Linked DNA regions of Mus musculus: regions 2, 3 and 4 are each linked to region 1. The links are chromatin contacts, called in public ChIA-PET and Micro-C maps. All regions are on one chromosome and are shown on one strand. Each heading gives the region's core, a stretch centred on a gene start, on an enhancer-like site or on the middle of the called end of the contact. The rest is flanking DNA. Distances are from core to core; before and after follow the strand shown. Region 1 holds the start of Srm (spermidine synthase). Region 2 holds the start of Disp3 (dispatched RND transporter family member 3). Region 3 holds the start of Agtrap (angiotensin II, type I receptor-associated protein). Region 4 overlaps Pex14 (peroxisomal biogenesis factor 14).

Region 1 (5,083 bases), core at 529-3,028:
ATAGCCCAGAGGCAGAACTGTGCTGGTTGGTAAGTACGGAGGCTGCTCAGTAGATAGTCTTGAGTCCACAATGTTGGTATTCTGTTTGGACTCCGCCCCCATAGTTACCTGGTAACAGCCAGGTATGCTCCTCCCCACAGTTAGGCCTGGCCCACTATAAAAAGGGCTGCTTTCCGCCCCCCCCCCCCCGCCCTCTTCTCTCTTATTCTTTCCTCTCTCTGCATCTCTGCATTCCCTCTGCCCCCTCCCCTTTTTCCACGTTGGCCTCTATTTCTCTACTCTCTCCCTCTCTCTGCTTCTACTACCCTCTTAACTCCCCTCCCCATGCCCTAAACTGTTCTATACTATACCTTGTAGCTGGTCCCTCAGGGGGAAGGGATGCCTTGGCATGGGCCCGCTGAAGCACCCTCTTCCCCCATCCCTCACCACACCCCCATAAAACATATTCTTATACCTCTTTATCTTTTTTTTTTTTTTTTTTTTTTTTTTTTGGTTTTTCGAGACAGGGTTTCTCTGTGTAGCCCTGGCTGTCCTGGCACTCACTTTGTAGACCAGGCTGGCCTCGAACTCAGAAATCCGCCTGCCTCTGCCTCCCGAGTGCTGGGATTAAAGGCGTGCGCCACCACTCCCGGCTTCTTTTTAAAAAAAAAAAATTTTTTTTTTAGATTTATTTATTATTAAATGTAAGTACACTGCAGCTGTCTTCAGACACACCAGAAGAGGGCATCAGATCTCATTACGGATGGTTGTAAGCCACCATGTGGTTGCTGGGATTTGAACTCAGGACCTTTGGAAGAGCACTCAGTGCTCTTAACTGCTGAGCCATCTCTCCAGCCCCCCTCTTTATCTTTTTATGTACACAACACATGCTGTCCCCGTCAAGTTCGTAAAACTGGACACGAATCTCCATCTGAGCCATTGTGACCCTGGATGCCCTGGTAGCAACTTTGTAGACCTCCCTCCCTCCCTCCGTTTGCGAGCTTGAAGTCAGCCAAGGCAGGGACAGGGCTCCAAGCAACAGCTCATGCCCTTCAGCTGTGCGTTATGACAAGGGGACATGCTCCCACTCCAGGTGGAGGCTGCTGAGTATCAGTCAGAAACCGTCCCTGACACCGTGTCAGGAATAGCTTATTCGTGGTTCGTCTTCCTTCTTTGGCATTCAAACTGTGTATGGAGCAATTAGCATTTAATATTCGGTAATTAGCATGCTTAATGTGATTCTGATAAGTTCCTTGACATTTTCATAAAAACAGCCACGTTCCCTCCCACCCTTCAAGGAGCAAGACCCAGTTTGTAAAAAGAAAAAAAAAGCCGCGCCAGTCTTTTTTGGTTTTGAATATGCATGTGCGGGGCCTCAGCTGGTAAATTTAGAAAGAGCTCCATTCTTATTCTGCAGCCACCCGCTCCTGGCTGACAATCCGGAGCAAAGTAGCCAAATGGCGCGACAATCCTCGCAAGTAAATAAAAGTCCCATGTGCGCCCAGACTAGACACGATCTGCTCAAACCCTACGGGGGTCCAAGGATGGGCCCCAGCCCTCGAACCGCTGCGCCGGCGCGGCCCGCCCCGGAACCCTCCCGCCGCCAGGGCCTCTCCCCACGTGGCCCGGCAGCCGGCCGCACTACCCTGCTGCGGCTGACAGACAGCACGGCCCAACCAATCACTGCTAGTTGCAGCCCGGGGAGCCAATGAACTCCTGGTGAAGCTGCGGGCCGGCCCACGCCGCCATTGGAGAGCCGGGGTCCCGCCCCTCCGTAGGCCCCGCCCCCGAGCGGGTTAGGTTGCGGCGCGGGCAGCGGGCAGAGCTGGTCACGTTGTGCTGGGGGGGGTCCGCGCGCCCTGCAGTCCCGAACCCGCTACGCGCTCCGTCGGCCCGCCCGCCCGCCATGGAGCCTGGCCCCGACGGCCCAGCCGCGCCCGGCCCCGCCGCCATCCGTGAGGGCTGGTTCCGAGAGACCTGCAGCCTGTGGCCCGGCCAGGCCCTGTCGCTGCAAGTGGAGCAGCTGCTTCACCACCGGCGATCGCGGTACCAAGACATCCTCGTCTTCCGCAGGTATGGCCCGCCGCGCGCCGGTGCAGCTGTCAGAAGTTCTGCGCTGGGCCCGGCCCTGCGTCCACGTGTCACTATCGGGACACGTCAGCCGAGGGGACCCCGGGACCCACCCAGCCCCCACACGTGGCTCGCCTGCCACGTGTCACCCCGAATGCCCACCCCTGGACCCCATGGCGGCCACGTGCACGCCCAGGGAGGACAGGGACCTAACCTCCCAGTGTCCCAGGACCCACGTCCCCGACTGTCTCTGCCCGCAGTAAAACCTACGGCAACGTGCTGGTTCTGGATGGCGTCATCCAGTGTACTGAGAGGGATGAGTTCTCCTACCAGGAGATGATCGCCAACCTGCCGCTCTGCAGCCACCCCAACCCGCGGAAGGTACCGCATTGCCCCTGGGTTCAGCCCTGAGCTCGGGGTCCTAGAAAAGCATGTCGGGCTGACACTAGGTGAGGATGTTTGGGGGCAGATGCTACCCAGATGACTGTCAGAAAATGCGGGTCGGTCAGGATGAATAGAGCTCCTGGGAGAGCTGGTCTCCTTAGAAGCCCCGAGAGGGGAACCCAGGCTGCCAGGAAGGACCCCGTGGCACAGAAGCGTTCTGGAGAGTAGAGAATGACTCAGAGTCCTGTAGCTGGGAAGATCAGGTTCTGTGGGAGTGGGCCTGCTCAGTCCTGACTTGTCCTTCCCTGGCCCAGGTGCTGATCATCGGGGGTGGAGATGGGGGCGTCCTACGGGAAGTGGTGAAGCACCCCTCTGTGGAGTCGGTGGTCCAGTGCGAGATTGATGAGGTGGGTGCAGTCCAGGAGGCCTGGATTTGAGTCACCAGAGTCAGCTCTGTCCCATCCTGACTCTGCACCCCGAGGCGCAATGTTCTTACCATCCCTGCCCTGTTTCCTCAGTCTGAAAAGAGGGTTCAGTAGGAAAACCAGATTGTTAAGGCCTGGCACACACCACACCATGGATGTTAACTCTTAGTGCTTTCAGAGCCCAGGCAGAGCCAGAGAGCTCAACAACTTATGGCATCTCCCCTTGAGACCCAGCATGGTTTTAGTGAGCACTTACTGTATGCTGAGTGTTACCCAAGGTGCTGGGTTGATACGGCCATGGACAGGTGAGCCCCTGAGTGTAGAGCTGGTGTTTGGGTTGGAGAAGACACCATAACACAGCATGACATGATGAGGCCAGACAGGGATAAAAGATATGGAGAACACAGGCTGATAGGAAGTGTGCAGCCACGCATGCTTACAGCCCCAGCACTTGGGTAGAAGCAGGACGATCAAGAGTTTGAGGCCAGCGTGAGTTATCTGAGACCATCTCTCAAAAATGCAGAAGCTCAGATGGGACTTGGTCTGCAGGGAGTTGAGGCCTGAAAACCATGAAGAGCTGAGGTGGTGTAGATCTGGGGGAAAGGGTTTTCAAAAGAGAAGACTTGTCCAAAGAAACCCCACCAGGAGTCCCCAGCCTCTAGTCCAGCCCAGCCCTTCCTCTCCCCCCTCTTCAGGATGTCATTGAAGTCTCTAAGAAGTTCCTGCCTGGCATGGCCGTTGGCTTCTCCAGCTCAAAGCTGACTCTCCACGTGGGCGATGGCTTTGAGTTCATGAAACAGAACCAAGATGCCTTTGACGTCATCATCACCGACTCCTCAGACCCCATGGGTGAGCCAGGGCACGCGCGTCCTGCAGCACACAGCAGCCCCAGACTAGAGCCATGTGATGATGGAGGCCTGAGGACGGTGGGGGTCTAGCCTTGGTCCATAGTGACCTCTGCTTCCTCTTTGGCTTCTTCCCTGTGCTTGTTGGCCAGCATCCGGGTGTGCTATGGTGCAGTGGGGGAGGGTTTGAATGCAGGGCCTCCCAGGTGCTAAGGCAGTAGGGGGCCACATCCCACAAACATGGGTCCAGCACCTGCTTTGCCACTGAGCTGCTGTGGGTGACTGTGGCCTGGAGGTCTCAGGCAGGATGGCCATGCTCTACCCCTCTAGGCCCTGCTGAGAGCCTCTTCAAGGAGTCCTATTACCAGCTCATGAAGACAGCACTCAAAGAAGATGGCATCCTGTGCTGCCAGGGTGAGTGCCAGTGGCTGCACCTGGACCTCATCAAGGAGATGAGGCACTTCTGCAAATCTCTCTTCCCCGTGGTGGACTACGCCTACTGTAGCATTCCTACCTATCCCAGCGGCCAGATCGGCTTCATGCTGTGTAGCAAAAACCCGGTGAGCTGGGGGTGACTGCCTGCAGGGTGGGGCGAGGGCAGGCACTAAGAGCCCCATCTTGATGCTCTTTGTCCCTGGTTCCCAGAGCACCAACTTCCGGGAGCCAGTGCAGCAGTTGACACAGGCCCAGGTGGAGCAGATGCAGCTGAAATACTATAACTCGGACATGCACCGTGCCGCCTTCGTACTGCCCGAGTTCACCCGGAAGGTGAGTGGCCTGCCAGGCTCCCTGCTGGGCCTCATCCTGCACAGCTTGCACATCCTCCTGACTGCCTTCATGTCCCACCAGGCCCTCAATGACATAAGCTGAATCCAGGTGCCACTGTGACACCACCCGAGACCTCAATCGGATTGGACCAAGGATCTTCCAAGTTGTCTGGGGACCACCAGTCCTGGACCAGACTCCCAGATGACTCTTGCCCACCAACCAAGTGTTACAGGCCCCACGATGCTGCCTGGCCTGGCCTGGCCTGGCCTGCCCTGCTGGGTGGACTCAGTCTCTGTCTGTCTATCTCTGTGGCGTTCAGCCCCACGCCTATACCAGCTCTGTACAGCACCGCCTATGCCCTGTGACCCAACAAAATACATGTGTATTTATAACAAGCTCAGTCATGACCTCTGACCTTTTCATTTTTGTTCCTACCAGTGGTACTGCCGGATGTTGGGTGTTCTGTGAGCTCTAGGGAGCCTGCTCTAGGGCCCAGTGTAAGGGTCCAGGTAGGGCAGCCTGAAGCTATAGCTTTTCAACTGCCCACGGGCAAGAGTGTTCCTAGCTTATGGATTGAAGCAGGGTGCATCATACTTTCTCAGTGAGGCATTG
Region 2 (4,983 bases), core at 1,421-3,920, 300 kb before region 1:
GACATCCTCATTTCCAGAAACAAGAGCTTGGCACAGTGGATAGATACACAGACAGCCACATCAGTGCCTGCCTCCATGGAAACCGGGCCTGAGCGGTGTGATGTAAGAAAATTACTTGGCATCTCTGGTCCTATTAAGAAAATGAACTGAGCCTCCCTCACTCAGGAACAAGGTGTCTTTAGCAGAGGTGAGGAGTTCTCAGGAAGCAGTGGGAGGCACCATAACCTTTGTGAGTTACAACCCTGGTTTCAAGCTCATTCAAGTTGGGACATTCACTATAGAGTCAGCACTCTTCATAATCAAATCCAAAAGCAGTCCCATGGGCAGCCCTGCATAAGCTGAGAGTATGGCGGAAGTCTGTCCAGGGGAACACTGGGCACCTGTGACCAATTAAAACCAGAGTCTAGGAATCCCCATTTCTGGTTCATTTCTCCCTCAACTCTCCTTTCTTCCTTTTCTCAAGCCTTTCCAGGGTTTTAAGGATAACAACAAGAGAGTGTCAGAGGGCAAGCTGGGCTATGGGTCTGGATCCTTCAAAGCGACAGCTCTGGGCGGGGGGGGGGGGGGAGGCTGAAGGGGCAGTGATGATGAGGCTCCCTGTGACCCCAGTACTATCTCTCGATCTCCAGGTTCTGAGGCCCCCTGAGACACTTTCCTGAGGCTCTGGCCCTGGAAAATTTCCCAAGATTGTCAGTAAAAGCTGCCGAAGCTATTGGGCAGAGAGAGGCAAATATTCAGAGAGGCAGGATCGGGTGGATGGAAACTGCAGATGAGGAAGCAAACCAGAGTCGATGGTGCCCCAAGGGCCAGTGGTGCCAACATGGGTGTCAGAGCACAGACTCCAGCAAAGGAAAGTCAGGAAAAGGAACGAAGGCGGCCAGAAAGGATGATGGACGGGAAAGAGCAAAGGGTGTGCATTTGAAAGATAACCCTGGGAAGGAGAACAGCCAGCAAAGAGCACTAGCAAAGATTGCAGACCCTGGAGGCAGAAGATATGCCAGGAAGAGGTCTGAGTGGTCATGGGGGCGAAGAGTCTGAAATGGACACTGAGCTTCAAACCAAGACTGTAAGGCGCCTGCCTGCCTGCCTGCCTGCCTGGCTGGGCTGCTGCCCGGAGCTTCCCTTGAGCCTAACAGCTGCTTCTCTCCTTTTGGCAGATACTCTGATTCGGGGAGGTCTGCAGTAGAAGAGGAGGGGGCTGATTGAGCCTGTGTGTTTGTGTGTGTGCACGCCAGTGTCTGTGACCCACACAGCCTGAGCTCCTGCATGTCATGAGGTATCAGCGAGGGTCCTAGGCAGTGGTCTCTGGTGTCCGGTTTATTTTAGCATCCTCCAGCGAGAGCGTGAAGAGGGATGAGTCCTGGCCCACAAACTGGGGCTTGTGGGAAGATTAGGCTTGTCCACGTGGGAGTGAATCCTGGGTCTCTGTGTGCATTGTGTGCGCCTACGAGCCACGATGGGAATATATTTATCAGAAAGGAGTGTGGATTTGTGCGTGGAGTGTTCACGAGTGCTCTATACATAGTGTGTGTGTGTACTTCATTTGTGTGTGGAGCTTGGGGCTGGTGGGTTCAGTGCGCTGTCCGAGGTACTGACCGAGAGTGCAACCAGACTAGCACCCGCACCCAGACTCAGGAAGCATCCCTGTACCAGACAGAGATCCAACAGAGGAAGCCTCCGGGGAGGCGTCTCCTAGGAGAGTTGGGAAAAGTCCTCCCAGCGGCAGGGCTAGCTCTCGGGACTCGCCGCCACTCGTGCTGGTCATCTTTTCCTGACTGTGCTCCACGGCTACTCAGATGCCACCCCATCACAGTCCTTATGGATGTTCTGGGTCGACCCAGGGACCCTCTAGCGCTCCACTTCCATCGCCTGCCTGAGCTTCAGAGGTCCTGGCTGGCACGCAGCGGCACCTGCAGCGGGTTCACCGCAGCCCAAGACTCAAAGAAGGTCCCACCAAGCGCGTGAGTGCGCTCAAGTAGGGGGCAGCTACAGGGGCCATCGTTACCTTTTCCTGTTCCCTCCCTCCTCTGAAGTCCCGGCGGACAGCCGGATTTGGGATGGCTTCAGGCTGACGCTCAACTTTTATGAACCCAGACAGACACCTACCGAGACGAGCAGGGGTATGGAGATAGGGAGCCAGGATGATTCTGGACATTAAACACGCTCCCGCAGACCGAAGCTGCAGCCCGTCCCCAGCGTGTTGGTGCAAGCTTCGGGGGCGCAGGGACAAGCTCTGAGATCTGAACTCTGTCCCATTAGCCGGCTTTCTCAGGGCGTTGAGGCCGGGGGTGGCCTGAGAGCGAGAGAACTTCCCGCACTCCCCCCTCTCCCCGCCCCCAGACCGGGCGCATGTGGCACGTTAGACCCTTCCCCTCTCCAGAGTAGCGCATCCCCAGTCCCGATGGCGCCCAGGGGCAGTCTCACTCACCTCGCTGGCTGAGCCGAGCTAGGCTGATACACGGGTGCCGCAGGGGTTAAGGGGCTTCGGCCACCCCGCGGCGAACACTTGTCCCTTGAGGGTAATTTCAGGAGGAAAGGTCCTCAGAGCTGTAGGAGGCCAGCGGCCCCCAAGCTCCGCTCGCTGGCGAGCAGACCGCCGCCAGGTCCGTGACAACTACGTCCCCAGCGCGCACGCGAAGCACTCGCCGCCGCCGCCGCCGCCGCCGCCGCCGCCGCCTTTTATCTGCTGCCCGCCTTTGTTTGGGTCCCGGTTCCTACCACGGGGTGCGGGGGTGTCCCGGGCAGCCTTTAGAGTCGCGCCTCCCCCCGTCCACTGGCGCCTCCAGCATCAGCGCCTGCGGGCTCTGCGTCACCGTCCGGCTTAGGCTTGCTCTCCGCCGCGCGCTGCTGTCTCCCGATTCCGCCGCCAGGCGCCGCCCTGGCTGCCGCTCCCCCTGCGGGAGCCGCGTGGTGGTACAGCCAGCTTCCCGTGTTGGCGAGCAGGGACTGAGCACAGCGCAGCGACCCCTGGGGGTCAGTCTTAGTCTCTGCAAACGGACCTGGCCATGCCCCCTACTGGCCCCCGAGGTTTCTGGGCACCCAGGCCTTTCCCAGGCGTGCGCTCCTGCTGGCTTCTCTCAGCCCCATCTGCCCAGCCTTGGCACCTCACCAGCCTGCTGGACACTCGAGGGCATCCCCGGGTGCCCTCCGGAGGTGGTTGCCAAGCCCAGGCGCCTGGCACCATCTCTTCCTCCCTCCTCTATTCACCTCTCTGGCAGCAGAGCCCAGAGCTCTGCCAGCCCCTGGGACCAGGCACTCGTCCAGTAACAGCAGAAGGTCCGCCTGACACCCCCTGCTGAAAAGATACCCAAAGAAGAAAGAGCCTAGAAACCAAGGCTATCCCTGGTTTCATTTCTCTTTCAGTGCTCCAAAGACATTGGCCTTGATGTCACCCAAGGAGAGCCAAGGGAACCCTCAAAAGGACCTGGCGCCAGCCTCCCGCTGCAGGAGGGACATCACTGCCGGCTGAGAGGCCACCCAGATGATTATGACACGGACCAGGAAGATAAGCATGTAAGCCACAATCTTGGCCTTCAAGAAGTCCCCATTCTATACAAGAGAATGCAGGATCATTATGAAATAAAAATACCGAAAGCCCCTAGCTCTTTGCTGTGTAGCCCATGCCCCCATCTATATTTTTGAAAGAGGAAACCTAGGGGCCTGGGAAATGGCTTAGCAGGTGTTTGCTGCCAAGCCTGACAACCGGAGTTCAGTCTCCAGGGCAAACTCACTTCTGCGAGCTGTCTTCTGACTTCCACTCGTGCCCTGTGGTACACATGCACATCCCCTCCAAACACACATGCCATACATACATACATACGTACATACATACATACATACATACATAGTTTTAATTAAGAGGGCAGTTTGGGAGTTCTCTGAACCCCTCTCACTTTGGGGTTCTACAGGAAAATCCTGTACCACCCGTCCAGCTTTCTCAAACACAGTCCCTGGGGACTGCATTCACTGGCTGGCGGTCAGGTGGACATTTAGCTACTTATGACCCTGGATGCCCCGGAACTCATCTGTGCAGATGCAAATGACCAGAGCCAATGTTTCTACCCAGGTGTTCTCGTCCCTGCACCACATACTCAGAAATGGTTTTTCAGGGGACCCACTGGCCAGCCATCAAGCCTGTCAGAAGATCTGCAGTGAATTCATGCCATCCTGAAGACATTAGGGTTATGAAATGCTCCTGGCAGGAAGGATCCAAGAAAGGGGAGAGAGAGAGAGAGAGAGAGAGAGAGAGAGAGAGAGAGAGAGAGAGAGAGAGAGAGAGTATGAATAGATAGATAGATAGATAGATAGATAGATAGATAGATAGATAGATAGATAGATAGATAGATACTAAGACCTAGAATGGCGGGTGTGTATATTACTGCCACAGGAGCAGAAGCCCAAAGTGGTACTCTAGATAAAACAGCCCCGAAGTGCCTTGCAAATGTCCAGCTCCACCCAACATATCCCAGGGGAAGGCAGAGAAAGAGGAGCCACGGGGGAGGGTGGGAGGAAGGAGAACCAGGGTAATATTTGTTTCTAAGGGAGCAGTGGGAGACACAAAGTGTTCCCAAGCCCAGCTGAGAGCAGAGGCTGCTTTTCTTGGTGAATGGCTCAGTTCTTCTCAGTTTGTTTCAAGGAGCCTCCTTAAAGATTCCCCCCAAAGTCCCTGTGCTGTTCCCTGCAGTTTGACAGAATCACAGGACACCCCATTTGTGTTCCTAGGGTGCTGTGCCTCCCACCAACTCTTGCTTGTTGATATGACCTCCATTCTCCCGGGAACTACATTTAGTAGATTTGATATGGGTCCTGATTACACTCTCCCTGCTTTCATTCGAGTCATTTCTCCCCTCTCTAGACCTTCAGGTAATCTCCAGAGGGCCACTTCTAGTTTTGCCTTTGGTAAGGGACCTTCTTCAAAGGGAATGTACAGAAGCAGGGGACCTGACCATGGACTCTGTGTGTGTGTGTGTGTGTGTGTGTGTG
Region 3 (5,424 bases), core at 72-2,571, 500 kb before region 1:
TGGAGTGTTTCCTTATCCTGCAGGAAGCCCTGGGTTTCATCGCCACTACTGTGTAATCCTGGCACTGGAGAGGTGGAGGCAGGAGGATCAGAAGTTTGTGGCAATCCTCAGGTACACAGTAAGTTCAAGGCTACACAGTAAGTTAGTACACGAGACCCTGACTCAAATGAATAAAACATATCAGCCCATAAACATCACATTTTTCTCACCTGTTCCTGCGTTTTATTATTATTTGTTAGTGTGTGGTCCTGGGATGGAACCCCAGGCCTGGGGTGGGCTACTCAAATGTTCTACCATTGAGACTTGTGCTGTCCTCGTAATTATTCCAGCAGAATAAGGCAGAGCCTGACCTCCAGACTGCCTCCAAGTCCTGCCTGTAATTCTGTCCCTAGATAATGGATCGCTCAAGCCCATTCCTTTGCTCCAATCTCCCTCCTGCTGCTAGCCAGCAGTTTAGGAATGGGAAACCGGCCAGAGCAAGTCACAGCCCAGCCCATATGAAATCACACAACTGCTCCAAAGCACCTCTATCTTCCGGCCCTTTCCTCTCAGACACCAAAGGGTGCTAAATGGCTTAACACCTGGGAGTCTTAGGGTTTCACGGAGCTGGCACCAAAGGCCCAAGATGGCCGGTTTACTTCCAGGTCCACACGGTTCTGGCCGAAGCTAAGTGGCCAGCACCTCTGTTGCAAATGAGGAGGGCTGAGAGAGAAAAAGAACTTAGGAAATGAAGACATCCTACGCAGCCCCGCTGCCCGGAGCTCAAAGTAGCCTCTGGGGTTTTTGATTTTAGGAAACCTCTTAAGTTCCTGCTTCTTAATTATGAAATAAGGACGCTGCATGTGGAAATTAGGGAGAAGCAATTGTTTGGGGACAGCGGATTTCTCCTAACTTGAGCCAGCACTCAGACAGACCCCCCCCCCCGAACTGCACTGACCTCTCAGAAGGATAGATGTCCCTGTCCTGCTGTGGGGGACACCAGGAGCGCAGGCCCGGGCGGTCCGGTGCCCGTGCCAGCCTGGGTCTGTCCGGGAGGGGCGGCCCTGTCCGTCTCTGTCCCCAGGTGTCCCTCTCCGTGTCCGCCGCCTCCTCCCCGGGGCTCTGGACCTTCCCTTCTGCTCCGACTCCGTTCCCCAGGTTCCTGGACCCCCGCCCGCCCCGGCCGCGCGGCCACCTTCAAGTTCACGGCAGGCAGCTCCATCCCGACCCGGCGGAGGGCACCTGAGCGACGGCCGCGGGGACTCCTGGGCTCCGAACTCGGGAACAAACTTCCTGGCCCCGCCCGTCGCGTTGCGCCAGTTCCAACGGCGGGAGGCCAACTCGCGCGGCCACGTGACTGCAGCCGGTTGCTAGGAGACGGCGTCAGGCAGCTGCTCTTGCTGCTAGGCTCAGGCTCCTGCTACTACTACTGCCTAGGCCTCTACCAGCTCCTGTGCTTCAAGCCAGGAGGTCGGGATTTCTGCAGCCTAGGGGCTCAACGGGCTGCCTAAGTGGGATCGAGGTGAGGTGGTGGGACGACCTACAGCCAGAGGAGCCTGGGGCAAGCGGGCAGAAACTGCGGGTGTGGTAACAGTTGGTGTCTGCCCAGAACATCCTCTCTCCTCTCTTACTTCCCTTGCACAAGAATTAGAACAGTGCCTACCTCATCATCTTTGTGAGGATCAGTGAATGAATTCATGTCCATAAAGATAAAAAGTGAGGGTTGGAGAGGATTCCGTGATTAAGAGCACATGTTACTACTTTTTCTAGGCTTGGGTTCCCAGAACCCACATGCCGGCTCACAATCATGTACTTGTGATACAACCACCCTCTTTTGTCCTCCGCAGGCTCCAGACACAAGTGCATATACACACACAGGCAGGTGAGACATTCGTATACACAAGACAAAAATAAATAAATCTGAAAAAAAAATCGAAGCTCTGTTCTTACTGTATTAAATTTTCCTTCCAAGCTTATTGGATTTCAAGAGAATTTCATAGAATACATTAAAAAGAAAGGAAGGAAGGGGAAGTCGAGGCAAAGATATAATGATATCAAAGCCTGCCTGGCTTATAAAGTAAGACCGTGTTTATGTCTTATTGATCTACTTAGTGGGGTGGGTGGATGCATGCCACAACATGAGTGGGGAGGCGAGAGTGTGGATGGTTCTCCTTCCATCCTGGGTTCTGAAGCCAGGGTAAGGAAAGGGAGACAGGACCTGAAGTCAAGAAAGGGGCTTTCCAGCTGATGGCTGAATAGCCCCCACCACAAGGGAAGGAGAGGCTGGAGGACTCTAGAGCCCAGCAGTTTAAAGCCAACCTGGGCAACAGTGAGACTTTGTCCAAAAATGAGGGGGTCAGGGCTCAGTGTTATAGCATCTGTTTACCAGCATCTGTTTACAGTACCAGCATAGCCTAGGTAAAGTTCCAAATGATCAGAGCTGTGCCGGGTGTCAGTGGCTGATGCACACAAGCTCTAGTACCACCAATATATGAGGAGCCAGCCACTTGGAGTCCACTTGCCCAACATAGCAAAAGTTGGAAGACATTCAGTCAGGACAATTAACAGGAAGTCTCCCCTGCTGAGCCTTCAGACATGCTGAGAGCTCTCAGGAGGCGGGAGCTGCCCAGCCTGGGCTGGTGGGTGTGACTCCAGAAGAATAGAAGCCATATGGGAACCCATGAGACCCCCTGAGTGGACACAAGATGACATCTAGGTCACAGATCCCCAGATAGGACTTTTCTTCTGGGAAGATGAGAGAAGTTGGGGCGGGGCAGACCTAATTTAATAGCCCATTTGAAGGCACAACCCTCAGTCCCCAAGGAAGGCGAACTACAAGTCTGCCATTGTAATGGACAGCTATTCTGATTTTGTTTCTAGGCAGAGTATTTCTGTGATGTCCAGGCTGGCCTTGAACTTGAGAGTTTCCTGTTCTATCCTCCCAAGGGCTGGGATAGCAGGCATGTGCCTTTACCTGGGTCTAATTATGGTTTATTGCATAAGTTTATTTAACTGTTATAAAAATTATATACAGTAGCAAGTTGTTTCCATACCTGTATGGCAATATATCCTGTGATGTTTATTTCTTAATCATGTTTCTTTAGTTTGTATGTTGATATGTAGGCATACATTCCATGCCCCTATGTGGAAGAGGACCAACTTCCTTGAGTTGATCTTCACTTTTCTACCTTGTTTTTGAGCGAAGGTCTCTTCTTGTTTCTACCATTTTGAACACACCAGGTTAGAATCTGAGTGATCCTCCAATCTCCATCTCCCAGTTTCTGTAGGAGTGCTGGGATTACAGATGCACACTACCACATCTGATGTCTTACATGGGTCCTGGGAATCAAAGGCCAGTCGACAGGCTGGTGTGGCAAGTGCCTTTAACCACATAGCCATCTCCCTGGCCCTTTAGCCTGGGCTTTGTGAAATATTTATGTATTTAACTCTGGTGTGTGTGTGTGTGTGTGTGTGTGTGTGTGTGTGTGTGTGTGTGTGTGTATGTGTTTATGTGCACATGCATATATAGGAGTCTGCAGCGGTCAGAAGAGGCACTGATCCTTTGGAATTGGAGTTGCAGGTGGCTGTGAGCCACCATATGGATGCTGGGAACTAAACCCAGGTCCTCTGCAAGAGCAGTAAGTATTCTTAATTGCTGAAGCATCTCTCCAGCCCTCTGTACCGTTTGTTTTTGTTTTTGTTTTGTTTTTTTTCCATTTTCTTTATAATTCTTTTTTTTAAAATATTTATTTATTGATCATATGCAAGTACACTGTAGCTGTCTTCAGACACTCCAGAAGAGGGAGTCAGATCTCGTTACGGATGGTTGTGAGCCACCATGTGGTTGCTGGGATTTGAACTCTGGACCTTCGGAAGAGCAGTCAGGTGCTCTTACCCACTGAGCCATCTCGCCAGCCCCTTCTTTATAATTCTTATTAGGTATTTTCCTCATTTACATTTCCAATGCTATCCCAAAAGTCCCCCATACCCTCCCATCCACTCCCCTACCCACCCACTCCCACTTTTTGGCCCTGGCATTCTCCTATACTGAGGCAGATAAAGTTTGCAAGTCCAATGGGCCTCTCTTTCCAGTGATGGCCGACTAGGCCATCTTTTGATACATATGCAGCTAGAGTCAAGAGCTCCAGGGTACTGGTTAGTTCATAATGTTGTTCTACCTATAGGGTTGCAGATCCGTTTAGCTCCTTGGGTACCTTCTCTAGCTCCTCCATTGGGGGCCATGTGATCCATCCAATAGCTGACTGTGAGCATCCACTTCTGTGTTTGCTAGGCCCCGCTCTATACCGTTTTTAAGGGTTAGAGTGTAGCTCGGTGGTAGTGCATTTGCCTCGTTTGTGTATGTGTGTAGCCATGAATTTCAACAGCACACACACACACACACACACAGAGAGAGAGAGAGAGAGAGAGAGAGAGAGAGAGAGAGAGAGAGAGAGAGACTGTTGATTTTGCTCCTTTGGTAAAATGCTTCCTTAGCATCATGAGGCCCTGGGTGGGATGTCTAGAACTGTATAAACAGTGTGGTGGCATGCATCTATAATCTCAAAACTCACTCTAGGGGCAGAAGTAGGAGGATTCAGAAGTTCAAGGCCAGCCTAGGCCAAATGAAACCCTGTTTCCTTGTGGTGGTTTGAATGAGAATGGCCCCCCATAGTCTCATATGTTTGAATGCTTGAGTCCCAGTTGGTGGAACTATTTGGGAGGATTAGAAGGTGTGGTCTGTTTGGAAGAGGTGTCACTGGGGCAGGCTTTGAGGTTTCAAAGCCTACACTATTCCCAGTTATCCGTCTCTCTGCTTCCAACTTGTGGGTCAAGATAGGAGCTCTCAGCTACTGCCTGCTGGCACTGCCTGCTTCCACTATAATAATCATGGACTCTTACTCTCTGGAACCATGAGCCCCATTAAGCCTTTTCTTTTATAAGTTACTTTGGTGGTTTGAATAAAATAGTATCCACAGGCCCGTGGGGAGAGGTACTATTAGGAGGTGTGGCTTTGTTGGAGTGGGTGTGGCCTTGTGGGAGGAAGTGTGTCATTCTCTCTCCTGCTGCCTTTGGATCAAGATGTAGAACTCTCAGCTCCTTCATCAGCACCGTGTCTGCCTGTGCACCTTCATGTTTCCCGCCATGGTGATAATGGACTAAACCTCTGAACTGTAAGCCAACCCCGGTTAAATGCTTTCCTTTATAAGGTTTGCTGTGGTTGGCCGGGCGGTGGTGGCGCACGCCTTTAATCCCAGCACTTGGGAGGCAGAGGCAGGCGGATTTCTGAGTTCGAGACCAGCCTGGTCTACAGAGTGAGTTCCAGGACAGCCAGGGCTACACAGAGAAACCCTGTCTCGAAAAACCAAAAAAAAGAAAAAGATTTGCTGTGGTCATGGTGCTCTTTAAAGCAATAGAAAAACAACTTAGACACCCCTCCCCCCAAAA
Region 4 (5,205 bases), core at 310-2,809, 480 kb after region 1:
CTTCTCTCTGAAAGGCTTGGAGGCAGGCCACAGAGCAAGCTCACAGGCCTGGAAGAACAGAGCATCTTCTGAAGAGCCAGGCAAAACTACAGAGTGGAGAGAGGTACCACAGACATGCTGGGATGAGCCCATCGCTGGGGACAGAGGTGACATGAGTAACAGCACCACTCCCCTGGAGACGTCTGGGAGGTACTTGGGTCCTCTGGGCCCATCTGCAGCCAGATCTATCTCGCCCTCTGCCTAGAAAGCCTTAGAACCTGCTAGAACCTGGCCCTGTTCACCGCAGCCAAGGGCTTCACGCCACCCTCTCCAGCTCGGCCGGGGAAGAGTGAAGAAAGCAGGAGACTGCCCGGGCTACGGAAACAAAGCCTGGGCAGATCGCCCCACGCTCACCGCTACCACCACTCCAAGTCAGGAAAGTCTTGGCAACGTTAAACCCAATGCTGGCGCGCCCCTAAAACTGAGCTGGTTTGCACAGAACCGGTCTTACTACCCAGCCCACAGGACTGACATCAAGTCCTGAAATGCCAAACAGTGAAAACAGGGCAGGCAGGCAGGCAGGCAGGGACTCTGGTTCAGACCACTCTGCAAACAGAGTTCCTTAGCTGAGAGCAGTGGTGTTTGTCCTCTACCTGCTGCGCTTGTGAAGCTGTGCCCGGAGAACTGTTGTGAGCAGGAAGCCAGCCTAGGCCACATAGTGAGTGCAAGGACAAACTGAGCTCCAGAGGGTGGCCCTCCTTGTTTAGAAAGAGAAAAGGTCCTTCAACCCTCAGTAGGTTTCTTTCCTATCAAGAATCTACAATACCATGGGTGCCACCCATCACAGACAGAACCACAGACCAAGCAACCCCAGAACCCTTCCTCTTACCTGGTCCTTAAAGGGCACCTCACCCCACCCCACCCCGGGTGCTTCACTGAGAAGCAAAGACTAGCTACTTCAGGTTTCTGACAGTGTGAAGCTGACAAGCAGCAACCTTGCTGTCACCTAGTCCTACTAGCAGCAGCAAACAAAGTGCCATGTGACTGTAGAGATGGGTGCTCCAAGAGGTCTTGTCACTCCCTCCTGATAAGCAGAAGTCACAAGCCAGAGGTCAGGGGCAAGGGTCACCAGGTCCTGCCTCCAAGCATGCAGGCCGCTGATTCGAGGCGCAGCCATAGGCTCCTCCAGGTCTTTCATACTTACCAGTGGCTCTCGGGGCACCACATTTTCACTTCCTGGAGGAGAGCTTGGCTGCAAAGAAAAACAGAAACAAAAGTAAGATCACAGTGCCACCTCATGGACATCAGAAAAACAGGCAGTGCACCCAGGTCGGTTCTGTTCTCCACGGGCTCCTGCAGCAGGAGCTGCGAGTCTCAGTCTGCAGACTGTTTCTGGGTTCACAGCCATAGCCCCTCATGAACAGGGCTGGTTTTTTCTCAGGAGGACCAAGGATCAGATGCAATCAGGAAGGATGTGGACCATGACAAAAAAGGCCAGAAAAAGGCCTAAGAATGGTCTACATGCTTTTCTACCACTGTCACAGATAGACTGAACTACAGAGAGAGCAAAAGTGTAGAACAAAAGGCAGCCACAGGGGGGCATCGGCAACCCACACTAAGGGGTTTTCTCTCATTGCAGCCAAGTGCCACTTTCTTTGGATTGTTTCGCTTCTGTGACAGTGTCTCCATGTAGCCCAAGCTGGCCTCCAACTCACCGTATCACTAAGTGTAACCTTAAAGCCCTGGTCCTCTTGTCTCAGCTTCCCCAGCGCTGGGATCAAAGAAATGCACCCCACCACTACTGCCCCCAGCCTACGGCACTGGCTACAGCACTGCCCATCACTAACAACCTGCTCTGGGTTAAGAAATAATCTGGTGTCAGGCTGAGAAATAAACAGAGCAGCCTATGAGCAAGCAATAGCACTGTGACCTGCCGGCCAGGCTCCCATCTGTTTCCTTCTGGGCCACAGCCTTTCTCATACCTTCAACCCTATACTGAACTAGCTAAAATTCAGAGCAAGAATAGGGTGCTAAAGCAAGACACAAATCTCCAGAAGGATGAGACAAGCGGCCGGCCTGAGTTGTGGTTAGTTTTTTACTGTTACTGACATTAAAGTCAATTTTCTACAGACAACACCCGGACAAGGGCAGCTAATGTGTATCCCAGGAGCCGGCCACCATTCTGCCTCCCAGCTAGTTCAGATGGCCTGTGCCAGCCTCCTATGAAGAGGGCAGAAGCTGAGAGAGGAAAGAGTCTAGAGAAGGTTCCTAAAGACCGCCTTACCGCACAGCTGCCTGCCACCACACACTTTATCCAGAGTTCTAGCCTATGAGCTCCACCACCCCAGAGCAGAAGGCCAGGCAGCTTGAAACTATAACTGGAGGTCAGTCCTCATACCTAGTGACCTTTCTCTCCCTGTGCCACCCTCCAGGCCTCCTTCCTGCCTCCCCTTAGATTTTCAAGTCTTAGCACAGACTGCCCTGACTGCCATGGATGCCTGCCCTCCAGTAACTGCTGGAAGGTCTTCAAGAGCTCCCTCCCTTACTCCCAAAGTACCCCTCATCTCCTCCTGCCCATCATCTCTCCTACGTAGCCATGGAGTCAACCCTCCACCTCTCTTTATCTCTGCTGCCATCACTTTGGTACAAGCTTCCAGCATCACTTGCCTGGACCACGGCAAATGCTTTCTAATCAGCTTACCTGGTCTCGTGCTGGCTCTCTTCCAATTCACTTTCCACAACACAAAACCCAAATCATTTGTAAAGGGCAACTCGATCATCTCCCTTACTTACTCATCCACGCCCATAAGCATCATCAATAGCTCCTTACTGTTCTCATAAGACAAGAACAAGTCCTCAGCGCGGTCTTGGAATCCTCCCATCTATTCTAAGCACATGTCAAGACTCTACTGCCTAACTCCCAAGCCCATCCGTAACAGACACTCTGGCTTCTGCTGTCTCTGAGGAGGGGCTTTGCACAAGCTGTTCCTTCCTCCTCTCCCAGACACTTCAGCATCATTCAGAGCCAGCTAAGGCATACACTCATACACAAGTAAACACAAACTTTAAACTTTTGTTTTTTGAGACGGGGTTTGTCTGTATAGACAGTAGCCTGGCTGACCTGGAACTAGCTCAGTAAACCAGGCTGGCCTTGAACTCCAGATCCACCTGCCTTTGCACAATAAAAGCATGCGCTAGAACGCCTGCCTTAAACTTTTTTTTTTTTAAATAAGGAAGCTCAATGTGCAGTAAAGTTTGTAATTCCAGGACTCCGGAGGCTACAGCGGGAGCTTATGAATCATAGGCCAGCCCTACACCACATGAGACCGTCTCAAAAAGAAAAAGAAGGGACAAGAGGAAGAAAGAAAGAAAAAAGGAGTCAAGAAAACAGGCAGTGAAGAAAAGGGACATGGAAGGGGAGGGGAGGGGAGGGCAGGGGAGGGGAGGGGAGAGGGGAAGAGAGGGAGAGCAAAGAGAGCAGGATGAGGTTCACTGGAAGTGAAGCCCCCACCCCAGGTCAATCCTCCCAAGGCAAACAGATGGCTTGCTGTAGCTCACTAACCCTGTGTCTCCCTGAGGCTCCCCTCACTGCAGCCAGGAGACACTAACTAGCGCTAACTTTACCTCGTGGCTCTCTCCTCACTAACTCTCACACTAGCTGTACAGAGTTACTGCTGATGACGAAACGGAGGCAAAGGGCACATGACTTGCCCCACAGCCTCAGCAAGCAGTGCACATAGGCATTTGCACATTTAACTAAATGAAATAATCAAATTTTGTTTCAATCATATTTTATTAAGCAGCAGCCTTAATTTAATGCTACCCCATAAGTAATCATGTAGCCTATCTGACCAGACAGAGAAAACATCAGTAACATGGTTCAGCAGATGAGGGCACCTGCCACCAAGCCGGAGGACCTGAGCTCAAGCACCAGAACCCATGCGATGGAGAGAACCAACTCCCACAAGTTGTCCTCTAGCCCCCACATGCACACACATGTGAGCTAAGCACACGCACATACATTCATACATACATACATACATACATGTTTAAATGAACACAAACAGCTTTGTTATTTAGGAACTCTCACTCTTGAGATACAAGTCATTGCCATGAATCATTAAAAGGAAATTTCCCTTAAATCAGTTCAACTAAGGCTGGGATGTGGCTCAAGAGCTGTGTGCCAGTGTGGCATCCACAAGGCCCTAAATTTAATGCCCAGCACTGCAAAAAACCACAGCTAGGTGACTGGTCGGTGGCAATGTGGGCAGAGGGACACACTGTAAACAGCACCAACCAAGTGTTCTGACACATTTACCCTTCAGACTCTTCCTTTAACAAGAGGAGCCAAGGATGAAACCCAGAGCCTTGCCCATCGGGGGAGAAAGCATGGACTTTCTCTTTTTGCACACAAGGGTCTCGCTATGTAGCCCAGGCAGACCTTGAATTTGTGATGATCCCCCTGTCTCTGCCAACTACTGGGATTACAGCTGTATGCCACCATGCCTATCTTAAATTTCTTTACTTAAACAATTAAAACAAAGGAACTGCCTGGTATATGTAAGCCCAAAGGAAGCAAGCAATAACCAGGGATGTAGCCTGGAACCACATAACAATGTGGCCCTTAATTTAATGTTGTGGCCCAATAGTTACCAACTCTGGGGCAGTACTACTCGAGAAGGACAATGACACATTTAAGGTCTTACAAAGCTGCACAGGCATTTAGGGACAACAGTACAGCCAGTGCAGGCCTGTGCTGTCCCAAACGCCCCTGGCTGCTCTCACTTCTTTCTTCACAAGGAAGGGCAGCCTCCCTTCTCACCTTCAACTCCAGGCTCTGCTCGAAAGATGAACCAAGAGCTGAGCAGCTGACCAGCCGGCCCACGCTGGAGGAACCCAGCCAGCCTGCTGGTCTGACTACTCCAGCCTTTACGAAATGCCTAAAATATCTTTGAATACCGGCCCCCAGGTCTATCTCTTCAAGTGACACCTGACCTAAAAAAGATCTCCACAAACTAAATTCCAGCTTAACTCTGGAACTCTTCAAAAGATCATTAACAGCTTTAACCAAAAGAGAGAGAGAAAGAAAAGCTGGAAACCACCAACTGAGGTCTAAAGTAGAAATACAAGCAGGAGGCCTGGGGCTGGAGCGATAGCTCAGTGGTTAAGAACATTGGCTACTCTTCCATAGGACCACAGTTCAATTCCCAGCACCTACATGGCAGC

What was found. A called contact is a pair of places that touch in the nucleus more often than the background predicts. ChIA-PET counts read pairs in DNA pulled down with a chosen protein or histone mark.
Region 2: a Micro-C map of embryonic stem cells shows a contact between it and region 1, with 2.5 times the contacts expected there. The contact joins the promoter of Disp3 here to the promoter of Srm in region 1. A contact is called at or near these places in 2 of 39 promoter capture datasets (hippocampal neurons and stem cell-derived epiblast-like cells), 1 of 484 Hi-C or Micro-C datasets (embryonic stem cells) and 1 of 115 datasets of contacts at active chromatin or transcription factors (astrocytes).
Region 3: a contact with region 1 is called in a Micro-C map of embryonic stem cells, with 2.6 times the contacts expected there. The contact joins the promoter of Agtrap here to the promoter of Srm in region 1. A contact is called at or near these places in 1 of 484 Hi-C or Micro-C datasets (embryonic stem cells) and 9 of 115 datasets of contacts at active chromatin or transcription factors (astrocytes, bone marrow-derived macrophages, embryonic stem cells and 3 more).
Region 4: a contact with region 1 is called in an RNA polymerase II ChIA-PET map of memory CD8 T cells, with 7 read pairs. The contact joins the enhancer-like site here to the promoter of Srm in region 1. A contact is called at or near these places in 2 of 39 promoter capture datasets (embryonic stem cells and hippocampal neurons), 1 of 484 Hi-C or Micro-C datasets (cortical neurons) and 12 of 115 datasets of contacts at active chromatin or transcription factors (bone marrow-derived macrophages, craniofacial prominence, embryonic basal ganglia and 7 more).

Annotation. Positions count from the first base shown.
Region 1 is chr4:148,589,735-148,594,817 of GRCm38.p6, forward strand. Srm (spermidine synthase) reads left to right here and starts at 1,779. Exons shown (of 7, transcript NM_009272.4): 1 at 1,779-2,052; 2 at 2,310-2,430; 3 at 2,748-2,840; 4 at 3,554-3,707; 5 at 4,034-4,263; 6 at 4,349-4,471; 7 at 4,553-4,885. The coding sequence starts at 1,886. The coding sequence ends at 4,573. It also overlaps a transcript of Masp2 not described here.
Region 2 is chr4:148,285,295-148,290,277 of GRCm38.p6, forward strand. Disp3 (dispatched RND transporter family member 3) reads right to left here and starts at 2,671. Exons shown (of 21, transcript NM_001083342.1): 1 at 2,429-2,671.
Region 3 is chr4:148,086,743-148,092,166 of GRCm38.p6, forward strand. It overlaps Agtrap (angiotensin II, type I receptor-associated protein), which reads right to left and starts at 1,322. Exons shown (of 5, transcript NM_009642.5): 1 at 1,175-1,322. The coding sequence starts at 1,201.
Region 4 is chr4:149,074,837-149,080,041 of GRCm38.p6, forward strand. Pex14 (peroxisomal biogenesis factor 14) reads right to left here. Exons shown (of 9, transcript NM_019781.3): 2 at 1,184-1,231. Among named protein-coding and RNA genes, the nearest start is that of Gm46722, 21 kb to the right of the region's middle. Within about 2 kb of position 1,560, at least 72 of the 459 cell types and tissues checked have an H3K27ac peak or open chromatin away from gene starts, as enhancers often do. A contact at or near this core is called in bone marrow-derived macrophages and memory CD8 T cells, where this site is marked.